2 separate regions of the Mustela erminea genome follow, and region 2 is linked to region 1. A link is a contact called in public Hi-C data. All regions are on one chromosome and are shown on one strand. The core of a region is the stretch at or near the end of the contact, and the rest is flanking DNA. Distances in the headings are between cores, read along the strand shown.

What was found. A called contact is a pair of places that touch in the nucleus more often than the background predicts.
Region 2: a contact with region 1 is called in a Hi-C map of spleen, with 4 times the contacts expected there. The contact joins the promoter of TPP1 here to the promoter of ARFIP2 in region 1. A contact is called at or near these places in 2 of 3 Hi-C or Micro-C datasets (skeletal muscle and spleen).

What each region holds. Positions count from the first base shown.
Region 1 is chr9:61,455,027-61,460,044 of mMusErm1.Pri, reverse strand. ARFIP2 (arfaptin-2) reads left to right here and starts at 3,310. Exons shown (of 8, transcript XM_032358829.1): 1 at 3,310-3,441; 2 at 4,203-4,343; 3 at 4,602-4,698. The coding sequence starts at 4,245. TIMM10B (mitochondrial import inner membrane translocase subunit Tim10 B) reads right to left here and starts at 3,211. Exons shown (of 3, transcript XM_032359139.1): 1 at 3,114-3,211; 2 at 2,843-2,938; 3 at 2,332-2,666. The coding sequence starts at 3,167. The coding sequence ends at 2,490.
Region 2 is chr9:61,582,988-61,588,079 of mMusErm1.Pri, reverse strand. It overlaps TPP1 (tripeptidyl-peptidase 1), which reads left to right and starts at 1,539. Exons shown (of 13, transcript XM_032358915.1): 1 at 1,539-1,636; 2 at 1,736-1,807; 3 at 2,085-2,224; 4 at 3,339-3,489; 5 at 3,692-3,819; 6 at 3,966-4,144; 7 at 4,322-4,520; 8 at 4,668-4,856; 9 at 5,086-5,092. The coding sequence starts at 1,593. It overlaps DCHS1 (protocadherin-16), which reads left to right. Exons shown (of 21, transcript XM_032358912.1): 21 at 1-707. The coding sequence ends at 251.

The sequences.
Region 1 (5,018 bases), core at 2,061-4,560:
AGTTCAAAATACTCAAAGAAATCCGACTTTGCAAAGGAGTAGGCAATTAAGTTCTGAAGCCACAATGGCAAGAACACCAACTCTGTCTCCAGTATGTATTTGTGGTAAGAGATAGAGCTTTGTTAACATTTACTCTTGTGTTGTGCTTAAAATGTCACACTGCTCTCATTTTACCAATGGATATCACTTTATGGCAAGACCTGAAGGGGCCATCAGTGACTACAGGACATGGATAACAACAGTAGGGTTCTTCTAAGTACCGAACCTGTTTATAAAGAGAAAAGAAGAGGTTAAAAACTAAAGGGATTAACTAATGGATTACACTGAGAGATACTTGCTTTTCCAAGCCTAGGGACAGGCTCCGTGCAGATAAGCAAGCAAGATAAACTCTGTCAATTCAGAGAACGTAGCCTCTAGAGTCAAGACAGATCTTGTTCTTAGCCCTTCTCCAGCAAGTAGTAGTTAAGTGACATGGAAACCGAGACAATTTACAATGGAAATTTACTAGAAGGATACACACAAATGTCCATGTAGAAGAGTCCTCCCACCAGCATCACAGTATTCCAGGTCTCCATTCCCATCTTGGGATTGTTAAATTCACAAGCTGTTTTAGCTGTAGTTACTTACCAAGGAGAGAACTTTATTGGTATGCACAAATCCACTCAGTAGGGAAGTTCCTGGTCAGCAACTAATATGTTCCTAGCAAAAACTTTTGTTCAAAATACAGGAGCTAAAGAGGCAAAAAGCTGTTTGGAGCCACTTTTCTCAAGAGTTAACTATGTATAAGATAAGGTTCTGGTACATTCTGGATTCTTGCTTCCTCATCCTTTAAGGGGAGATAATCTCTCCTTGTAGTTTTGCTATAAAGATGAAGATAAAGCAGGACATGTAGCAGTATCAGAACCCATACAAATTGGGTGGCTCAATGGATATTTTGAGTGGCAGCCTGGTGTAATAAAAAGTACATGGGTTTTAAAGTCAGATCTGTTATCTATAAGGATCTGCTACTAGAGAATCTCAACTTCCTGATCCACACGGGGGTGGGGTGGGGTGGGGTGGGGGGTTGGGGATTTCTGCTCTGTGCGTAGTTATAAGGAGTTTTTGTTATTATTGTGGGAGCCAATGTCTAAGAACTTCCATTTGCTCTATAAAAAACAAACATGGTCACCTGATGGGGAACAGCTGAACGTGAAGTGGGAGATAAGGAGAACAGTGAAGATGTAAAATAATCACCATGGTGATTAGGAGATGAAATACACCAGGAGGCCACAAAGGGTTGCTTGTTGGCAGTGAGGGCTTTGTTGAAATTGGAGACCTTGAATATTTAGTACCACTCGTTACACAGCTGTGTTTTTCTCTAGCAGTCTCAATGGAGGAAAAGAAAAGATAAAACAGCTGGAATGATATAAAAAGGACACAAGGGAGGCAAGAAAATGCAGTGATGGAGGATAGGTCATTGAGACTGCTGAATACAGAAGTAAATTTCAAAAGGAGGACAATAAATGAGAGAAGAATGGAGAGGCTCAACACGGAAATAACAGAAAAGAGACAGCAGGAACATAGGGAAGAGGACAGAAGAGTTGAAATTATAGACATGCAGGTAACAATAAAGCAGTCCCAAGGATTTGCTTTATCCTCTTTTTCCCCATAACCACCATCATCTACTTCTCCCTTGGGCTTCTGTCCTTCAGGTCTGGCTATATAGCAGAATATGGTCCTCCAAGTTTCCCCTTTCTGACTCTCCTGAAGACAAGCACACAGATCTTCTTTTGTGTGAAGGCTTTACCACTCATCCTGGGGTAGACAGAAAATAGTAAGAAAGTAACAACTTGGGAAGATGGCTGAAGTTCCAGAACACCCCAAAATTCTTACAGGTTTCATCTTTGTTTTGGAGCTACTGAGTTTCCAGGAGGCAATGCCTAGAAACCCTGTCTGTGATTTCTTATCTGTTGTCCTTAGTTATCTCCTCCATTCCCTACATCTAGCAGAATTCCTTAGAGTCCACAAAAAGAGTTATGAATGACTGCACACTGGCTCACAAATGAGCCATTTAAGTCAGACAGGTTTAAGTGAAAGAGAGCTAGAAAGAGGTCTCATTTTCTCTGCCATCTGGGCAGAAACCAGCTTCCTGTTGATGTCACTAACATTAAAATTTAACCCACAGACCTTGCTATAACCAGGTGCCTGGGAATGTTGAGGTTTTCCTTCTACACACAGACAGCAATTTCTCCACTGCCAGGGCTGAAGCCAACCGATATGTGCAAGCTAACAGAATAAAGGATGATGCCAATAAAATGGGCAAACCTTCCCCGACCAGGACATAAACCAAAGAGAGTAAAAGCGGGTTTATTGGCTCCGGGAAAAGGAGCAATAGTACCCAGCTCTCAGGTAACCCCTCACTCTATATACAGGCTGCATCCAGCCCAAGGTCCACTGGCTCCTTCAACTTGAGGGTCCATCCAGTGCCTCCCTTCCTGGAGTTGAGAGGGCTAGCTGCCTGATGGTGAGGTTCCGGACTGTTCAGCAGCAACACCTGGCCCAGGTGAGGCAGCCTCGTAGTCTGCGATGCGGCGCTGTACCAGAGCAGGCATGAGCTGCACATAAGCGGCCATGAGGCGGTGGTTGGAATGGATCAGCTTCCCAGCACAGCTGTGCAAACAGGCTTCCTGGATAGAAGACAGGGTAAAGCAGAGGCCAAAGGTGTCCTGTCGGATCCGTCTCCTTCCTTCCCATCCCTAGCCTAGGGGCAAGATGGGTCGTGGAAAGGCCAGAGCCCGAGGCAAGGGAAGTCGGGGTTGGGAACAGTCTACCGCGAACCTCCCTACAGAGTTCCCCACCTAACCTCCTCAGCATCCAAAGCTCGGTGGTGCAGGCTGGGCACGCAGCGCTGGAAGCAGAGTTCGGTCATCCGATTGTAGACCAACAGGAAGTCCCGCAACTAGGAGAAAAGGGGACAAAGAACTCAGCAATGAGGGGGCTCCTGGAGGCCTCGTTGCTCGAGTTTCCCAGGACCGCACGCCACAGCCCGACGTTCCCAGGCTTCCGAAGTCCAGCCAAATGGGCAAGGATCCTAGCTGAACCTATGGCCCTGCAGCGACTTAGCACCCACTCACGTTCCTCAGTTGCTGCTGCTGCTGCTGTGGCTCCATCGCGCCACCAGCTCTCATACGTCACTTCCTTACAGCCACTCGGTAACGCCCCGGAAGTGATCTCTCCCAGCTCCCCAGGGACTGAGGGGGTTGGCTCAAGGATCGCCAGGCCCCGGCTAAACGTCATTTCCGCCCTTATAATCTGCGACGTGGCCGGCTTCTTCTGCCCGGGAGGGGACGTCACTTCCGCCGAGTTCCTGACCTGCTGCTAGGATCGCGACGGGAACTGGAGCCCGAGGTCCCCGCGCGGCCCGGGCCTGGCGCCCTGAGGGGAAGAGCGGCCCGGCCGGAGGTGAGAAGGACATACTTGGGCGAGGGGAAGTTGAACGCACGAACCTGCCCTAAGGGAAGATGCCACTGAGCCTTGGGGAAGGATGAGGACACACCTGATGCCCAGGTGTATGGGGGGGGGGGCGGGGACTAACACACCTGGGGGACATAACTGACTTTGGAAGGGATCACTATGTTCTGGGAAAAAGAGGCTTTTCCCAGAGACCGAGAACATACACCAACTGATTCAACTAAGGCCTGGGGGGGAGGGCCCGAGGAAAAGGAGGTGCATGGGATGGAAGAAGAGGAGACCACCTGAGGGAAAGGGGAAGAAACACTAAGGGAGTGTGAAAAGCCAAGCAATGGAGAACATACCCGAATGGGAGGAGTAAGCTCCTGAGCCTTGGAAAGGGGTTAATCTGGTGGGGGGAAACAGCTGCATGGGGTAGGTTCCAAGACAGCACAGACCTTATCTTCAAATAATGCATGACACATAGTAGGCACTTATCAAATGTCTGTTGAATGACTGAATGCATGAATGATCACCTGAGTCCTGATGGGGTTGAGGGTTCATGAGAAGACACCTGGGGCCTGGGTGTGCATGTGGAAAGATAACACATCTTGGAGGGAAGAAATACATATCCGTAAGAAGAAAGGAGTGGGGGTCCAACCCTAGAATACTCCAGTCTTGGGACAACTTCTAAAATCTCTGAAATGGTGGGGGAGACCTTTCTTTCTGGAGTATTGGCCAGTTTCCAGAACTGTTTGTGTTGGGCTTTGCAGGGCACTGGGGTGGAGACTTTGACTCCAGTCCCCTCCCTAGCCATGACGGACGGGATCCTAGGGAAGGCAGCCACAATGGAGATCCCCATCCACGGGAACGGTGAAGCTGGGCAGCTTCCTGAGGATGATGGGCTGGAGCAGGTGCTTCTGTTTGATTCTTCTCCATATTGTTTTAATTTAGGAATCCCACATCATAAGCCCTGGGCTCTTACCCCATTCCATTAGTTTTCCCCTAACTTACCTAATTCCCGCCAATCTTTTTACAAATCTTCATTCTGATTCTATGCAGACTTCCCTTGTGTGCTCTCTCTGTGATGCTTCAATCCAAGCTTGTTCTCACCCCCCAAATGCTTCAGCTGCCCCAATGTTCCTGAAGCCCCCCTCTTCTCTGGCCTATAGGACCTCCAGCAGGTGATGGTGTCAGGACCCAACCTCAATGAAACCAGCATTGTGTCTGGTGGCTATGGGGGCTCTGGTGACGGACTCATCCCCACAGGTATGAATGATCAGAACAGGACAGGAAACTTGTTTGGAGAGAGGGTAGGGTAATGGTTTTGGGGAGTATAGGGTATGCCTAAGATAGCTTGAAGTATGTCTGGAGATACTGGGAACTTCTGCTAGTATGAGACCTATGGACTGTCCTTAGCTAGAGCCCAAGGCTAGAGCCCAGGGTTGTCCAGCTGCTCCCATTTGCCATTTAGCCCCTAAGATGTGACCATTTTTCCTTTCTCTGCTGCAACTACCCGAATCACATAAAGAACTCTGTTTCACAGACATTCTCCCTTCTCTGGAGCTTGAGACAGATTTGGAACTCTG
Region 2 (5,092 bases), core at 290-2,789, 130 kb before region 1:
TGCCCCCGAAACCAGCCAGCACGGCAGCAACCCGGGCCATCTTCCCACCAGCCTCTCACCGCTCCCCTATCAGCCATGAAGGCTCCCTATCCTCAGCTGCCATGTCTCCCAGCTTCTCACCTTCACTCTCTCCTCTGGCTGCTCGGTCACCCGTTGTCTCACCATTTGGGGTAGCCCAGGGTCCCTCAGCCTCAGCTCTCAGCGCAGAGTCTGGCCTGGAGCCTCCTGATGACACAGAGCTGCACATCTAGCTGTGGCCCAGGCTGGGCCCCGACCTGGGATGCGCACAGTGTCCCCAATGCAGGCCCCATCTGAGCCTGCCCTTGGCAGCCTCGGACCATGACTGACCACGGGGGAGGCCAGCTTCCCATCCTGAACCCCTCCAGTGGGGGCAGGTCCCACGTCTCACCCAGCTCTGTCAGAGCACAGTGCCACAGAGGCTCTGTGGGGGCACTGACCTGGGGACAGGTCCAATGTGGGGAGAAATAAGGAGGCAGCAGCCCTGGGTTCTCCTCAGTGAGGGCTTCCTGCCCTGCACCAGCACCCTGAGGTGGAGCTGAGACTTTATTTATTGGGGGGTAGGGGAATGGGCGAGGTCCCTCCAACTTGTTTGGGCCCAGCTTTCTTGGGTTCTATTGACACCCCTGCCCCTGCACAGAACCAAGTGCCAATTCTCACTCTGGAGCCTTAATAAACTGCAGTTTGTATCCAGTGTCCGGCTGTATTCTGTGGGGGCCATGGGGATGGGGGATGATTGCAAGACAACTGATACACTGTGGACACCTCAGGGGGCATGGAGGGGTGGTGGACACAGAGGCATCTAGGGTGGGGACAGCACTGGGAGCCCAAGCCTGAGGCTGATGGTCACATCTCTGCAGTTGGCCTTTCCCATTCACAAGGGTTGGAAGGCAGACAGCAGGGGCTTCCTTGAGGCAGTGACCTAGAGAGGAATTGGCTGGGTAAGGAAAGATCTTGGGGATAACCAGCTAGGCCTGAGAATCCACGTGTAAGAAAAGCTCACATCTTTTAAGCCTTTGCCACACCAGGCTCTCTGCTGAGCAGTGTGCCTGTTTTATCTCTGTAAATGTTCACTGCAATCCCACGAGGCACAGCACTTTAGATCTAACCATTTCCATATTCTAAATGAAACCTAGGCTTAGAGAAGTTGGGTGGTTTTCTTGATACCGTACAACTAAGGAGGAACCCCGGTCTGTAGGTCTGTGTGCCCCAGATCACCTTTCTTTTCTTTTCTTTCTTTTTTTTTTTTTTTAAGATTTTATGTATTTATTTGACAGAGATCTCAAGTAGGTAGAGAGGTAAGCAGAGAGAGAGGGGAAGCAGGCTCCCTCTTAACCCACTGAGCCACCCAGGTGCCCCACCAGAGCCCCTTTCGTAAGTGCTCCCCTATACCCCTTGGTGAGTGCCAGCAGGCCTCTAGCAGCTAGGGGGAGCCCTGTATGAACCCAGTGGTCTGGGAGCCACAGATGAAGGATCCAGTCGCAGCCCCGCCCATTTGGAGGAGGAGCCAGCAGGGCAGCCACGTGGTGGTGGTGGTGGTGGTGGTGGAATATAAGGCTCATGTGATCTGTCACATGACAGCGGATCTCCAGAAAGGCAGCATGAGACTCCGAACCTGGTGAGAAATTAGGGGACCCCGGGAGGAGGGGATTATGTTGGAGGGTGGGAATACAGTGGCAGTCCGGCTCCCGCTGAAACCCGCCTGCCGCCTCTGCAGCTTCCTAGGGCTCCTTGCCCTCTTCGTCACCGGCAAATGCAGTTACAGCCCGGAGCCGGACCAGCAGCGGACGTGAGTTGACTTAGCACACACTGCCCCCTTCCCTAGGCCCTGTCCTGTGCCCACTCTCTTGGCCCAGACTCCCTCACCCCTTACCAGCTCCTGGTACCCACTCCACAGTCTTATCCCCAGGTTCCCAGGCTGAGTCCCCAATCATTCACCTCCTGTGAGCCGTATCTGCCTCTGGGATCCTACCCCAGGTCTCAGTCCCTAATCCTGAACCTTCCATGATTAATATTTCCCATCCCCACACTAACAAAGCCCATGTTCCTGACCTCTGACCCTGCAGATTGCCCCCAGGCTGGGTGTCCCTGGGCCGTGTAGACTCCGAGGAAGACCTGAGTCTCACTTTTGCCCTGAGACAGCAGAACGTGAAAAGATTGTCCGAGCTGGTGCAGGCTGTGTCGGATCCTGGCTCTCCTCATTATGGTGCCTATGGGAATAGGGATTGGGACTGGGAAGTGGGATGTTGTGAAAGGACCCCGGGCTGGGCTGACTGTGGGATGGCACACATAACGTTAAGGTCATGCTCTTGGTGCTGAGGAAGGTGGTGATACAGGGCAGTTGAATGGCTGTGACTCTCGAGCAGTTTCTGAATTTAATAAAAGGGATCTGGAAGTAAACTGTCCAAAACTCACTCAAATTCTTTCCTCCAAAACTTTTGACCTATGTTTATCAGGCTTGAAACCTGAAAGTTAAGAGCACAGGCTGTGAGAACAAACCTGGATTCAAATGCTGACTCTACTACTTGCAGACACATGGGAAGTAGTACCCAGTACAGATAGGTGCTCATTCCCCACCATCAAAACCACAATTGTTCCTCCTGCAGTCAGACTTCAGAACTCTCATTTCCAGTTCTGGCTCTCAAAGAGCCTTTGGAGTCATCTGCTTTTTACCATTGCTTGTAACCGCCCACTCATTTGTTTATTCTTGCACCCAGACTGCTGCCCAGTCCCCAGTGGTCCACCCCACTCCCCACTCTGCTCCCTACTCTGCTCTAAAACAGTGTTCTGTTCCAGTGGTCATGCTGGATGATGTCCCTCCCTTGCAAGAAGCCCTTCATGGTTGGGGGGGGCACTGGTATGTGTGTGAGAGGGCAGTCTCAGATTCACCCTGGAGCTGTGTACATAGCACTGTGCAGGAAAATAGTGACTCACCATCATGTTAAGCTTAAAATCAATAAGTATGAAGACTGGAACTGAATTAGATGTTACCTTATAATTGGTTCTAAAAGTTTGGAAAACTTTTACTCAGAAATAAACTTACGGAAAATTTTAATTTTTAACCTCATTTGTTGTTTATAATTATGGCAATACATGCTCTGATGCAGCATTTGCAACCTTCTGGCCTTTAGGGAAAATCCATATTTCTGGCCATGGCATTCACCTGCACAGCCTGCCTCTGTGCTAGAAAGTTTCCACTTATCCCTGATGACCCTGTTCCAGGGTCCCTGGGAAATCCCAATGTCTCCTGGTTGAGGTCCAAAATGAGCAACTTGGAAAAGCAATGAATGAAGGCAAGATCCTCTACTGAATTCCTGCAGGAAAATACCTGACCCTAGAGGATGTGGCTGAACTGGTCCGGCCATCACCACTGACCCTCCGCACAGTCCAAAAATGGCTCTTGGCAGCTGGAGCCCGGAACTGCCACTCAGTGACCACACAGGACTTTCTGACCTGCTGGCTGAGTGTCCGGTGAGACGGAAGGATTTCCCCATGGAGGGTACCAGTCATGTCATCGGGGAAACGAGTCACCCCAATGGGAGAGAGCTGAGAGCTGGTGGGAGCTTGTGGGTGAGAGAGAACAGGGAGATAAGGATGAGCAGTGATGCTCAGGTAGCTTCCTCTGCTCTGGTCTGTGGTTTCTGATCTCTGTTCTCTGATCTCTGACCTCCAGACAGGCAGAACTGCTGCTCTCTGGGGCTGAGTTTCATCGCTATGTGGGGGGACCAGCAGAGATCCATGTTATAAGGTCCCCACGTCCATACCAGCTCCCGAAGGCCTTGGCCCCTCATGTGGACTTTGGTAACACCCAGTGGGGTTGGTGGGTTTGAAGCAGGCAGAACCAGGGGCTGGAAAATTTTAGGTGCCATGGGGGCTTGGGGTGGGGTCAGTGGTAAAGTCGGGGTTGGAGTCTAAAAGATCTCCTTAAGCCTAACCCCTCCTCACAGTGGGCGGGCTGCACCGCTTTCCCCCCACATCATCCCTGAGGCAACGCCCTGAGCCACAGGTGTCAGGGACAGTTGGCCTGCACCTGGGGGTGACCCCATCCGTGATCCGTCAGCGATACAACTTGACAGCACAAGACGTGGGCTCTGGCACAACCAACAACAGCCAAGCCTGTGCCCAGGTGAGCTGGGCAGACACCTCCAGGGTCCTGACACCCTATCCAAGGTGCCTCTCCATGCTGGGCCTTGTTCTGTGACTCCTCCCCTGGGTCCTCACGTCCTATCTGGAATAGCGTCCTTGCCCTGACCTTGCAGCTGCATCCTCTGACCCATGATACCTGCTCTGATTCCTTCTGTAGTTCCTGGAGCAGTATTTCCATGAGTCGGACCTGGCCGAGTTCATGCGCCTCTTTGGTGGGAAGTTTGCGCACCAGGCATCAGTAGCCCGTGTGGTCGGACAACAGGGACGGGGCCGGGCCGGGATTGAGGCCAGTTTAGATGTGGAGTACCTGATGAGTGCCGGTGCCAACATCTCCACCTGGGTCTACAGTAGCCCAGGTACTGCCTAGGGAATTGGTGGGTGGGGAGACCGGTGGTGGTAAGTGGTGATCACTGCTCCCTCAAGGGAATCCCATAAGCTAGAGGGAGACCCTGGCAACCTTCCAAAGGACCGCCCTTGTGCTCCTCCCCTCACCCCAAATCCAGGCCGGCATGAGTCACAGGAGCCCTTCCTGCAATGGCTCCTGCTGCTCAGTAATGAGTCAGCCCTGCCACATGTACACACCGTGAGCTATGGAGATGATGAGGACTCCCTCAGCAGCGTCTACATCCATCGGGTCAACACGGAGCTCATGAAGGCAGCTGCTCGGGGTCTTACCCTGCTCTTTGCCTCAGGTGACCTCCTACGCTAAACTTAGACCTTAACTCACCAGGAGTTTTGACCCAACAGGGAGCCCTGTGATCTCCGACTTACGATCTGAACCCAATAGGGACCACTCATCTGACCTCTAAACTCTAATCTCTTGCAGTAATGACTAACTCTTGACTTCCATCTTTGACATCTGAACCCATATATCAAGCTCTGACCAATTAATCTGAGTGCTAAACTTGGTCTTTCTCCCAGGTGACAG